4 separate regions of the Mus musculus genome follow, and regions 2, 3 and 4 are each linked to region 1. The links are chromatin contacts, called in public Hi-C and promoter capture Hi-C maps. All regions are on one chromosome and are shown on one strand. The core of a region is the stretch at or near the end of the contact, and the rest is flanking DNA. Distances in the headings are between cores, read along the strand shown. Region 1 holds the start of Tmem106b (transmembrane protein 106B). Region 2 holds the start of Mios (meiosis regulator for oocyte development). Region 3 holds the start of Rpa3 (replication protein A3). Region 4 holds the start of Glcci1 (glucocorticoid induced transcript 1).

The links. Promoter capture Hi-C pulls out the DNA fragments that hold promoters and counts their contacts. Hi-C and Micro-C count contacts between places; a contact is called where the count stands out from the background.
Region 2: a Hi-C map of CD4 T cells shows a contact between it and region 1, with 3 times the contacts expected there. The contact joins the promoter of Mios here to the promoter of Tmem106b in region 1. A contact is called at or near these places in 1 of 39 promoter capture datasets (pre-B cells) and 1 of 484 Hi-C or Micro-C datasets (CD4 T cells).
Region 3: a promoter capture Hi-C map of pre-B cells shows a contact between it and region 1, with 4 times the contacts expected there. The contact joins the promoter of Rpa3 here to the promoter of Tmem106b in region 1. A contact is called at or near these places in 1 of 39 promoter capture datasets (pre-B cells) and 1 of 484 Hi-C or Micro-C datasets (CD4 T cells).
Region 4: a promoter capture Hi-C map of pre-B cells shows a contact between it and region 1, with 3 times the contacts expected there. The contact joins the promoter of Glcci1 here to the promoter of Tmem106b in region 1. A contact is called at or near these places in 2 of 39 promoter capture datasets (cranial neural crest and pre-B cells).

The regions. Positions count from the first base shown.
Region 1 is chr6:13,068,338-13,071,358 of GRCm38.p6, forward strand. Tmem106b (transmembrane protein 106B) reads left to right here and starts at 1,422. Exons shown (of 9, transcript NM_027992.3): 1 at 1,422-1,623; 2 at 1,971-2,077.
Region 2 is chr6:8,207,710-8,210,730 of GRCm38.p6, forward strand. Mios (meiosis regulator for oocyte development) reads left to right here and starts at 1,518. Exons shown (of 12, transcript NM_145374.2): 1 at 1,518-1,702.
Region 3 is chr6:8,257,686-8,260,706 of GRCm38.p6, forward strand. Rpa3 (replication protein A3) reads right to left here and starts at 1,456. Exons shown (of 4, transcript NM_026632.4): 1 at 1,315-1,456; 2 at 2-76. The coding sequence starts at 1,413. Umad1 (UMAP1-MVP12 associated (UMA) domain containing 1) reads left to right here and starts at 1,603. Exons shown (of 4, transcript NM_001302354.1): 1 at 1,603-1,808.
Region 4 is chr6:8,508,007-8,511,027 of GRCm38.p6, forward strand. Glcci1 (glucocorticoid induced transcript 1) reads left to right here and starts at 1,594. Exons shown (of 8, transcript NM_133236.3): 1 at 1,594-2,313. The coding sequence starts at 1,881. A430035B10Rik (RIKEN cDNA A430035B10 gene) reads right to left here and starts at 1,155. Exons shown (of 2, transcript NR_040452.1): 1 at 973-1,155; 2 at 1-805.

The DNA of each region.
Region 1 (3,021 bases), core at 172-2,671:
GTCGAACTCTAAGCTCCTCCAGTATCATGTCTGCCTGGTTGCTGCCATGTTTCCTGCCAGGAGCATAACGGGCTAAACCTCTGAAACTGTAAGCCAACCCCAAATAAATGTATTCTTTATAAGAGTTGCCATGGTCTACTTCGAAGCTATTGTTAACTCTATTGAAATCCTAAGAAACTGGTTACACACTGCACACAACTTTACTTTAGAATTCTCATTATAATTTAGGATGAATCTCACAGAGTGAAATTGCCGGACCTAAGGAGGTGAATGTTTTAAATAGTCTTAAAACATCCTGCTTATGTAGATGGAAAATACACAGCTCTCACCTCAAAAGGACAAAGAGTTTATTCTAAAGCCAATATGAGGAACCATGACCTGAAAACAAAGACTTGGGCTATTCCAAATACCAATGTCCCAATGTGATAACAATTTCATGAAACTTTTATATACATAGAAGATGGTCATAAATCAAAATACTTTCCAAATACATACAAGGCAGTTTAGAAGAGCGGGACAAAATTGGGAGCTCCTCGCCCAGTGCAGTTGCTTTTTTCCAGTAGAGAAGGAAAAAAAAAAAAAAAAAAAAGAAAAAGAAAAAAAAAAAAAAACACAATTAAGAGATGCTTACTTCCCAGTTATAACTCTGTTAATTTTCTAGGAATTTCACCAGAAACCCCATTTATAGGGAAGCTATTAAACTCCTTTAGCAACCGCATCTGTTCTTGCTTTCAATTTTATCTTATTATAATCCCATCCAGGAATCTTATGAGCCACTTAATACATCTTGATTATCAGGAAGACAGAAAAGAGGTCATAACAACCTTTGACTATAACACTGGCGAGCCACTAAAATGAGCCACTGTAGCCTCAACTCACTGTAAATTATGACTGGACAATGAGGTGCATGGATTGGGACACTCCTTTAACAACTCACTTGGTCATGAGCTTTGGGGTACAACTCTTATTGCATGCACTGAATAATGTGAATTTAAGTACAAAATCAAAACAAGATTAAACCAAGGCGGGGGCGGGGGTGCGTCTTCCCGGTGACATTAATTTCTAAATGAAAACTCAATAACAAAATTCTGGCCTGCAACTCTGCCAGAAATGTGCACCAACCGGCTCATTCTAACCCCAGGAAGGAAGTTTTGTGTCTGCAAATCTAGACTTGAGAACACGATCGCTCAAAATTGCGACGGTGCACATTCCTCCCCTTTACAAAAGGAATCAGCCTGGTGGAGGGGAAAAGGGAAAACCGATTATTCGTAAGCCAGGCGCAATTAGTACTATTTTGAAACTTTCCAGTCTAGAGAAGAGACAGGTGACAAAACCAGAAGCTTTCACCCTGGCAACTTCCCTTCAAACCGGTGACAGTGCGCATGCGTAGTGTCCATTCCAGGGCCTAGCCCCTCCTTCCTGGGGCGAACTGCGCAAGCGCACGCGCAGGCTCTCCCGGTACGGAGCTCAGCTGATGCAGTTGTTGTGCTACCCCTCCCCCGCAGCTCTCCCGGCTGCACTCTACCGGCGCTCGGCCCGGCCCCGGGACCGGGACGCTGTGACCCTGTCCTGCGGCCCGCACGCACCGGAGCATCCCGGGACCGCGCAGCACTCCGCGTGCGGGTGAGCGACCCGGGCCGTGGGGCCCACGTCCCCTGCCCGAGCGGTGAGGGAGGCCGCGGCGAGCCGGGTGCGGGGTTGTCACCGCGGGGGCCTTGGCTTCGCTCCCGGGGTGGCTCGGGCGGCGCCAGGGCCCTTGATCTGAGCGGCCGAGTAGCTCTGGGGCTTGACAGTTGTAGTTGCAAGGTGACTCGGATGTTGATTTCTTCCGGGGGTTTGTTTGCCTGTGATGCCCTTTGAAAAGCGCTCGTTTCCGTCTCCCTTGAGCCCCTCAGAACTAACCCCAGGTCTGCACACAAACAGGTGACACATCTCAGTTGCATGCGCTGCTGAATTTATCTTTTTCCCAGTTTCTAGAGCATCTGAGAACCGTGTTGAGTTCACAAGACCGCGGTATAAACATTGAGAGCCCGGGGAGGAGACGAAGGGGATCTACCACTCCCTTTAAAAACCTCAAGTAAGTTTCCAAAATGACAGGGGTTACACTTGTCAATAGCCTCAAGAAAAGCTAAGCAAGAAGGCTAGGATTCAAGTGACTGCTTAATCTGGTGTGTACCCAAACCCACCTTCAGCAGAATATGTCAAGGTTACTGTGGGTCTGAGTAAGGCAGCCAGCGGAGACCAGAACCACTTAGCTGTCCCTAGCCTTTTGCCATAAAGGCTCCCATTTGTGGGACACAGTTTTCACCCCTGTGATGACACCACGTGTTGTCTAGTGTCAGCTGATTCTAAACCACCCTGTGTACTCCAAAGCTTCCAAGGTCACAGTGTAAGGAGCCGGTACTGATTACAATTCACCCCTGTGCACCTGTGGCTGCCAAGTGTTGGCTTGGCTCTGACTCGCTGTCATTGAGCCACAGTAAGATACTGTGTGTGTGTAAGTCACAATCACTGATATTTCTGAGCTATGGTACACAGTGTGTACACAGAACTTCTGAAAGTATATTTATTCATTTTTTTTTACTCCTTTTCTATATGACTCAAGTTTTTAAATTTAATATTGCTGTCTACACAGTGAGTGAATTCAACAAGTAGCATTCAGATTTTGAAAAGCAGATATGAATTTCCTTCATCTGGGGTGACCTGAATCACTTAGTATCATTTTATTTTTTAATGAAAAATATTAAATTAAAAGTAGTATCTGTGATTGTGTAGTTCGTATTTTGAATCTGATAAGTGATGGATAACCGCAGGGAGAATGGAATTGTACCATTTAAAATTTTTGTTTGCTTTTTCTATTATTTTGTCTCTCAGAAAACCGGCATGTTGTATTATGTGGCTTTTCATGTTCTTTTCAGTCATGTACTTCTAGGGTTTTATTGACAACTAAAGGAGTATGAATTTAAGTGAGTGAAATGAGTCACTTTGAAGTTAGCTGGTGATATACATATCTGTTGTAAC
Region 2 (3,021 bases), core at 268-2,767, 4.9 Mb before region 1:
TGTTATTTGCATATAACCTACATACATTCTCTGTACCTATTTCTACATTACTTATAATAGTTACACACTATAAATGATATGTAAAGAATTCCTATACTACATTTTATAGTAAAACATGACAAGGAAAATGTACAAGTTTGATTGATATATATATATATATATATATATATATATATATATACACACACACATATGTATGGAAAGACAGACAGACATAAGAGAAAGTTATTTTCATGTAGCTAGCCTAGCTCAAACTCAGTATATTGTTGAGTCTATCTTTTAATTCTTTGATCCTTCTGCTTCAACCTCGGGAGTGTTGATATTATAGACGAACACTACCATACCCAATTTTAAAAACATTTTGATCTGTGGTGGTTGAACCTGCACAGGCAGAGCTAGAGGATCTGGAGGGCCAACAGCACTATAATAAATCATATGTGAATCTCTCTCTCTCTCTCTCTCTCTCTCTCTCTCTCTCTCTCTCTCTCTCTCTCATGCTTATAAGCATGATTTGTCAATACCTACATGTTAAGACAAAATGGAGTGATTGATGTATTGTGATGTATTGTAGTATGCTGCTACTTGGTAAGGGTCACTTGAAGGTGAGCACTGACAGACAGATCTGATGGCCCAGATTGCAGCTTGGGTACACTGTGACTATGGGTAGTTGAATGATGTTCAGGATCGGACTGAACAGGACTCAGAAAGATTTCATAACATTCTAAAATTCAAATTTAGGTGTTCTTTAATTCGAATCGTTCACCTAATATTTTCAGGCTTTGACTGGTCAGTGGTTACTGAGACTTCATAAGCAAACTCACAGGTAAATGAGAGACTTGCTTTCCCATTGCTGTATCCTGTTTCCTGACACAGTATTCAGTTCTAGAAGGCCTTTCTCTTCCAGTTGTTTCCGTCTTTAACTTTTCTGTGACCAATCCATGTTTGTCTTTCTTAGTCTAGTGATCCTCAAGGAAGTTCTTCTGATGCCCCACCCAACCTGAGGGAGGTGCTCTCCCAGGTAGCTTAAAAAAGCCATCACTCTTTTGTCCTGTTTCCTACAAGGGTCTTTTTTTTTTTTTTTTTTTTTTTTCTCATTCCTATATCCCAACACGGTGTGACTCAACAAGGCATTCATGACCTCTTTTTGGAATAACTGAAATCGAATTATGAGCCCCAAATCCTTAAGTTTTTACGAAATCGCCCATCCTCTCTGTTCAGTGGAAATTAAAATGTCTCACATATGCTAAAATGTGTGTACCACCACGACCATGGTAGCTGGCTTCAGAGAAATAATCAAATTCCATGAGAGCAGGGTTAAAGAATGGCTGGCTTGCTGGAGAGGGGTCCCGGGGCAGGGCCCACACTGGGCGGAGCGCTCGAGAGGGAGGCGGGGACTCTAGGTTGTGGCCCTGCCCACAAGAGGGCGACGGAAGGGGCTCAACTCAAGCGCGGAGCGCTCGGGAGGAAGGCGGGGTCTCCGCGCGGCGGCCCCGCCCCGGGGCGGTGCCGGGCGAGGGGAAGGCGGGGCTCGCGGCGAGGAGGTCTGCTTCGGAGGCGGCAGGGTGGTTTGGTCGGGGGCCCAGCGGGTGGCCCGGGTCACCGCCCGTGCTTCGGCGGCCATCTTGCCCGCGCCCGTCTCCCGCGGCGGGAGGGGCGGCGTACAGGCCGGAAACGTCTGTGTGGCGACAGGCCACCTCCTCAGGTCAGTGAGTGCGGCCCGGAGCGGGTGTCTGCGTGAGGCCCGGGGTGGCAGCCGCGGCCGCTTCCTCAGAGCCTCGCCGGCGGGTGGCGTTCCGCTCGATCAGTGCGATGGTCACGGCACCGGGCTGCTGGCGGGCCTCGTGTGGAGCCTTGGGGCGTCCCGCGGCCGCGTGGCGACCGTCCTCCGTGCGGCCGCGCCGGGAGTGCGGAGCCGCGTCCCCCGCCGCCCAGCGGCTCAGCCAGGTGTCTGGACCGTGGGAGTCACGATCAGATTCCTGGTTTACCCGGAATAACAACACGATGAGTTCCAGTTGTACCCAATCAAATCCTTGTTAAAGGGCCTGTCACCCCCGTGAGCTCTGTTCCCTACCGACACGAATAATGCAAATTCCTTGAGAGGAATGGCTCAGCAAACGACTGCTCTTGTTGGCTTTTTTGAATAACTATAGTTTAACGAAAATATAGATGCGCAATGTCTTGTGGAGATGGTAGTACTCCAAATTTCCTGAAACTGCTATCGTTTACTTAGCGCGGAAAGAAAGACGACAGACCATATAATTGTATGTTTTGCGTTATGACAGTGTTTTGAATGTGTGCCCAGTTGCCACGTGGGGTTAAGATGCTTTGTAAGTGTATAGACTGGATTCCCAAGATTTAATAAAAATATAAAAACTTTCGTATTTTTTACAGTGTTGTATATTTTAAATTATTTCTTATTTGATAGGTTAAATTAAAAGATATTCTAAATTTCGTTTGCTACTTCTGAAATGTGCCCGCTAGAGAATTATAAGTGGTGGTTCACTAAATTTCTTTTGGATAGTGTTACCCATGTTCTGGTGGTGACTTGTGGGGAACCATTGAAGGGAAATGAACACTGACTAAATTTGAAGGTGAGGACCTAAATTATTGCCATCTCTTAGCCCCTCCATGGATTTGGCAGTTGTCTCCAGCATCTGAAAGCATTCACTTCCAGGACTGGTTGAAAGAACTAAATAGGGACAACAACATCTGTATGAAGCAGAGAACTCAACTGTGATGAGTTGGTGTTAGAACTTTGTGTGGTGGAAATTACTTAGATGTTACCCAAGTCATAAGGGACTTGTAATCGTCTAAACTAATAAGTGCATGAAAGACTTTCTGAGCCCTTACTGGTTTTTGTTGTTGTTTGCTTGTTTTGTTTTTTGCTGTCCTCCGTATTTATATTATGTATGTTAATAAGCAAGGACCCATTTGTATAGAGTGTTAGATTTCTTAACAGGATGGTTATAGACATACTGGTTTTCTAGGGCCATCTTTGTAATGTGCAACTCTATGCAGGAG
Region 3 (3,021 bases), core at 206-2,705, 4.8 Mb before region 1:
CTGGCTCCATCAATTCAATGGTTCCATTTTTTCCTTCTCCATCTGAAAGAATAAACATTTTTCCAGTGGGATGAATCTAAAAAAGGAAATCAAGACAAAAAGCCATAGATTTAGAAAACAGAATCTACAGAAATGAATATTTAAAAGATTCCCTGAAGTTTCATTTGGTTGAATATAAAGTAATAGGGGTTTTGGACAGTTTATTTGGTTCAAGTTATAATCTTATTACCTGATCAGATGATTGTAAGCCCAGTTAATTTTGAATTTCTAATAAACAACAAATATTTGCTTAGTGTTTTGTGTGGTTTCTTTTATTTGCAAAAGACACTTGGTACACTAAAACTAAACGAGGCTTTCACTGTCTAATGAAATTCTGCCAACATTCTTGATTTAGTACATCTCACAGAATACCTTCTTTTTGAGGGGTTGTTTGTTTGTTTGTTTTCGAGACAGGGTTTCTCAGTATAGCCCTGGCTGTCCTGGAACTCACTCTGTAGACCAGGCTGGGCTCGAACTCAGAAATTCACCTGCCTCTGCCTCCCGAGTGCTGGGATTAAAGGCGTGCGCCACCACCGCCCGGCTCAGAATACTTTCTTTTAAAATTAAGAACGATGATCTAAAAGAACTGGTTGCCAGATCTGAGGAAGACTTCCCTTGAAACTGAGCTCTGCCACTCGATGTGAGGTTTGAGCAGCTCAGTCAGCCTACCTGTTTAGTTAGAAATTCTTTTCCCTTAGAAAATGTGTGAATGAAATGACCTAGCAGGTAAGTCCTTACAGAGGATTTTCTTTCCCTCGGCACTCTCAATTTCTGGGCCTTTGGGCTTAATTTTTACCTATAGGAAGGACGAGGCTGCAATCTAAGACTGGGCTAGATACAAGGTATCTATAGAATATGGGAGGGGCTATCAAGAAATGTTTCATAGGGAGACGACTGCAAAGTAGAAAAACTAGGCCCATAAATAGAGACGGCTGCAAAAGACAGGGAAGCAAGAAGCTAAGTCTGGCTAAAACAAAAACTCGAACAACAGACAGAGGAGCCAGGTTTGTAAATACCTTCCTGGTAAATAAAGAAAGGGGGCGCGGAGCGCTTGGATCTAAAAGGTCATTCCAAACAGTTTTGGGGACATAAAAGAAGCGGCACCAAAATGTTGCTGCAATGGCTTAGCAGTTTCCACAAGCTCTTCTTGTGAAAACTACAGCAAGCTGGAGGGCAATGCTGCTTAAAGGTGACCTGCTCCCAGCCTCAGCTCCCGACCCCGCAGTCCTTCCCGAGTGGCCGTGGTCCCGTCCTCTCGCCCGAACCCGCATGCACCTTTTCCAGCTTCCCCACGAAGCACACGGGCCGGTCGATATACTGTGGTAACATGCTGGCGTTGACGCGCGCTTTGGGGAGCTGCATTATGTCCTCCATGATTCTGCCGCCAACACTCGCAACCCGCAGGAAAGCAGAAAATGATTGACGCCCAGCGGGCGGCCGCGCCAACCCGGGCAGATTTCCCGAACACCAATCAGAGGAGACGTACGCTCCAGACCCACCAATCAAATCCACGGGAGCATCTGGTTCGCTCGCACCGGGCTGGCGGAGGGGCTCAAGGCTTCCGGAAGTACTGGTAGACTGCCTAGTGACGCGCGGCGTTCCGGAAGTCACTGGGGCCGAAACCCGGCGGGCAGTGGAGGCGGGACTTAGAGGGGCGGGGGCTGAGGCCTGGGACCCGGGATCTGGAGCGGCCGAACGTCGACTTGACCCCGGAAGTAAGCTGAAGGACCGTGGTGGGTGGCGAGCTGCGGGCTGCGGCGGAGTCTCAGGTAGCTTTCTTGCGGGAGGTGTCTGGATCTCCGCGCCTCTCTCCTCCCGAGGGCTGAACCGTCGGGGTGGTGGGCGGAGTCGGGCTCCTGGTCCCGGAATGCCGCGGTGCGGGCACTGACAGTTGCCAGCTTTTGCGCGGGTGGCGCGGGTGCGTGCCTAACCTGGGGTTTGGGGTTTTTATTTTTGAGCCAGTTCTACCTGTAGAGAACCATCGTCAGTCTTTACCCCTCCCTCAGGAGGTTGTTGCTAGGAGACGTTGTGTAACGGACCTGCCTGCTTTACCCACTGGCAGCAAGAGGTGCTGCCCCTCTCTTTACCTTGGACCTTTTGCTAGCCTTGGCGGTGTGGAGGTGTCCATTTCCTCACCTCCTGGGTGCTGGCGTGCATTGGGGCTCCGGTAGAGGAGGACCCCCGGGAAGGACTAGAGATGACAGGCTTCACCAGCTGTTGGACCCAAGCTAGTGCTCCTCCACTGGCGTCACATTTTCTCTTTCTGCAAATGAGGGGTTGACTGCTTTGTAAGGTGCTAGATAACTCTAATTTTGGGTTGTAATACTATATCTAGTTCCCCGAAGTACTCAGAGCTGGCTGTCTGAAAGACAGTTTATTCCAAGATTTGAAGAAAATTGTCGGATGTGTTTCTGGTTCAGAAAATGACTGGATGCTGGTGGCTGTTGATTTTAGTAATTTCACCAGCAAGGGATTGGTACTGAGAAATTTCAAAATGAACGCACATAAAAATACCTTCAAAAGAGGTTGCAGAAATTAAAACATAATTTTAATTGCGTCTCATAATTATGTGGAACAGTGTCTGGATTTTTCTAAAGCCAAAGACTTATTAACCTTCAAATTCAGGGCTAATAACTCAGTTCCAATAATTCAGTTCCAATGTAGCCTGCTGTTGCTGCCTTAAGTAATAAAATACAAAGATCTGGTTCCATCTATTTAAGAGTGAAATCCAATCTCCCCTATTTAAACGATTGTTAGCTCTCCTTAGTGTTCATGTGACATTTAATATGTGTGTCTTAATTCTGTTGTGATTAAAACAAGTTTAAAATTTTTTTCCTTAGTTGTGGGCTGCATTTCCTTTGGGTGCTGGCAAGTCGGTATTGAGGCATTCATGATATAGCACTGCGTTTTCTACCCTGGTGCATAGCACCCTTTTAGTTCAGTGAAAAGTAACCAGCAAGAAGTAAGTTCCCAGTTCAGGTC
Region 4 (3,021 bases), core at 344-2,843, 4.6 Mb before region 1:
CTCAGACAAGACAATTAGTGTCTTTGTGCCCCAGATAAAGCAGGGAGGATAATAACAGCACATACCTTGTGGATTATGTGAAGAACGAATGAGTTAACACATAATAATGTCCTTAGAACAGTGGCTAGCACGTGGTGAATGTTTAGTAAACATTAGCTATTATTTTTATATGTGATAAAGCATAGAACTATGACTAATATAGTAGGATATAGTACTAGATGCTATTTTTTGTATTTTGATTAGGCATCATCAATATTTTTTCTAAACAACAATTTACTGTGCTTCTTATTTTTTCTTATTTTTTTAAAAATTTTCATTTAATTTCATTTAATTTCTGTCTGACCACACAGGGAAGCAGAGAAAGGTGGCTCCTCTGAGTGAAACTGATCATTTAGTGCCTGGAATCAGGAAGCTTGCCAGTGTGGGCAGACACCAGGCAGACGCCAATCTGACACGCCACTTCTTTATTTTGTAAAATCTTATGTTTTTGTTTATCTCATGTGAATTAATAGGAGGTATCTGATGTAGAGCTTTAACTATTCCTGATTAGGGTTTTATATACTTTCTTATGCCCATCTAAAATCTTCGTACTTCTCATTTTCCTTGCAGAAGAATAACCCCCAGTGCCATCACACAGAGGAAATGACCACAATGAATTGTTACATTATGCCTGGTCTTTCTCCCAAGAGACCATCAGCTCCGGGGTAGTAAACTAGGTGCTCTCCATTAATAAATCTGATGATGCGATGCTGTAAATTTTCTTGTTGACGTGTACAATTCAGAATGTGATGTTCTCCACCCTACCCTGTAACGACAAACAGGTTGTAATGGCAGGTGCATTTTGTTCAATGTAGCATCCATACACTAATCCTGAAGTTGTTTTGATTCACAAGGCGACTAGGACACTTAAAGACATTTCTAAGATTAAAAGGGTTAAGGATCCTTCACTCAGCTTTAACTAAAACATCTCACCGGATGCAGGTGTATTTGCAAAATTAGTTTGGCTTCAGCGTCCTCAGCCCCAGGTTGTAGAGAGCACTGGAGGGTGGAATCCTTGTAACTTGCTTATCGCAGCGCGCGCGTGTCTTTGGGCGTCGGAGTCCGCGCAGGGCACGTATGGACCCACTTTTCTAACCTGACCCTCACCTCAAAGCCTGTCAACTCTTAAGTCCCTCCCTCCGCGCGAGGCCCGCCTCTCTCATCCACTTCCATGCTCCGCCCCCAGAGCGGAAACGTGGTACTGTAATTGGCCGAGTCTCCTCTCACTCCGACAATACAACCATTCCTTGGCATCCCGGAGTAGGGTGGCGCTGCCAATCACAGCGCTCGCAGCCGCAGGAGCCGGGTCCGGAACGCCCAGAGGCGGGGCCGGAGGCGGGGCGCCGACACAGGATTAGTTGCCATTCCGAGTGAGAAGCGGGTCGAGGTGGCGGCGGCAGCGGCGGCGGCGTTTGCGGTGGCGCGGGTTACGCGCAGCGCGAGGCGCCTCGAGGCCCCTTTCTCTCCTCCGAGGCTAAAGTCCCGGCGCTGCCCGTGGTCGCCGAGTCGTGTCGCGCGGGCGACCCCCCGCGAGGGCTGAGCAGCCGCGGGAAGCGGGCGAGTGCCCTGTCAGCGCGATGCCCGGGGCGGCGGCGGCGGCGGCCATGGGCTCGACGCGGGCTCTGCCGTGAGCGCCCCGCAGAGCGCCGCGGGGCGGTTGAGCCGTTGGACGTTGGCCGTCGCGGCGTCCCCTCCCCCTCGGCGGCGGGGTGCGCGTCGGAAGGGGAGCCCCGCGGCTCCGCCCCTCCCCGCCCCTCCCCCGTACACATCGCACGCACCGCGGCGCCGGCTCCCACACGCTCGCTCGCGCGCCCGCCCGCCCGCCCGCCCGCGGAGCCACCATGTCCACTGCGTCCTCCAGTTCCTCTCAGACCCCTCACTCCGCGCCGCAGAGGATGCGGCGCAGCACCGCGGGCTCCCCGCCCGCCGCTGCCGGGAGCGGGACGGGGCCGGCCGGGAGCTGCGCACCGGCTGCGGGAGCCGGTCGGCTGCTGCAGCCCATCCGCGCCACGGTGCCCTACCAGCTCCTGCGGGGCAGCCAGCACAGCCCCACGCGCCCGGCCGCCGCCGCCGCCACCGCCGCCGCCGCGCTCGGCAGTCTCTCCGGGCCCGGAGGGGCCCGCGGCCCCAGCCCGTCCAGCCCGACTCCACCGCCGGCCGCTGCCCCAGCCGAGCAGGCGCCTCGCGCCAAGGGCCGCCCGAGACGGTCCCCCGAGAGCCGGCGGAGGAGCAGCTCACCTGAGAGACGGAGTCCCGGCTCGCCCGTGTGCAGAGGTAGCGAGCCCAACCCTCCCGTCCTCCCGGGCTGCGTCTCCCCGACGGTGCCCTGCGTGGAAAACTTCAGCCTCTCCGGGCTTCTGTTTGCTAGTGCATTACCGAAGGTGTGAAAGTGGCTTTGGGAATCTCACCCCCCACCCTGAGGTCGCTGCAGGGCTTGGAGGAGCGACCTGGAAATCAACTTTTATCCGACCCTCACACCGCCACTCAGATTTTATCTTGCATCCCTCGCCTGCAAAAGAAAAGTGTTTCGGTTTAATAGCTTATTAGCTTTCTGTGTTTGGAGCCGGGCAAGGAGGAGCCGTGTGAAACCCTTAAACACGCACACAAACTCTCTAGCGGGGCATAAGGTGGTAGTGGTAATCTCTGCAGCCTTTGTGCTTTCCCACAAAGTTCTTGTCTGGAGTATGTTTGTGTTTTGGAGACTTGATGGCGGTAGTTAGGTTGTTAGAATATCCTTTGCATGTGTAGGGGAGGCAGTTTAAAGTGTATGCTGTTTATCCATCCTCTCCTCTACTTTATATAGTCATGTATTAGATCACTACTGCACTACAAATGGCTTATGCCGGAATGGTGGTTTTCGTGGTGAATTTCTTAAAGCCTGTTTGTGGAGTGTGTTCACTTTTTCCTTGCATCTTTAAGTATACTTAGCAGTTCAGCTGAGCTGTGTAGAGAGATCTCCTTTCTTTTTTGTTAGGTATCAAA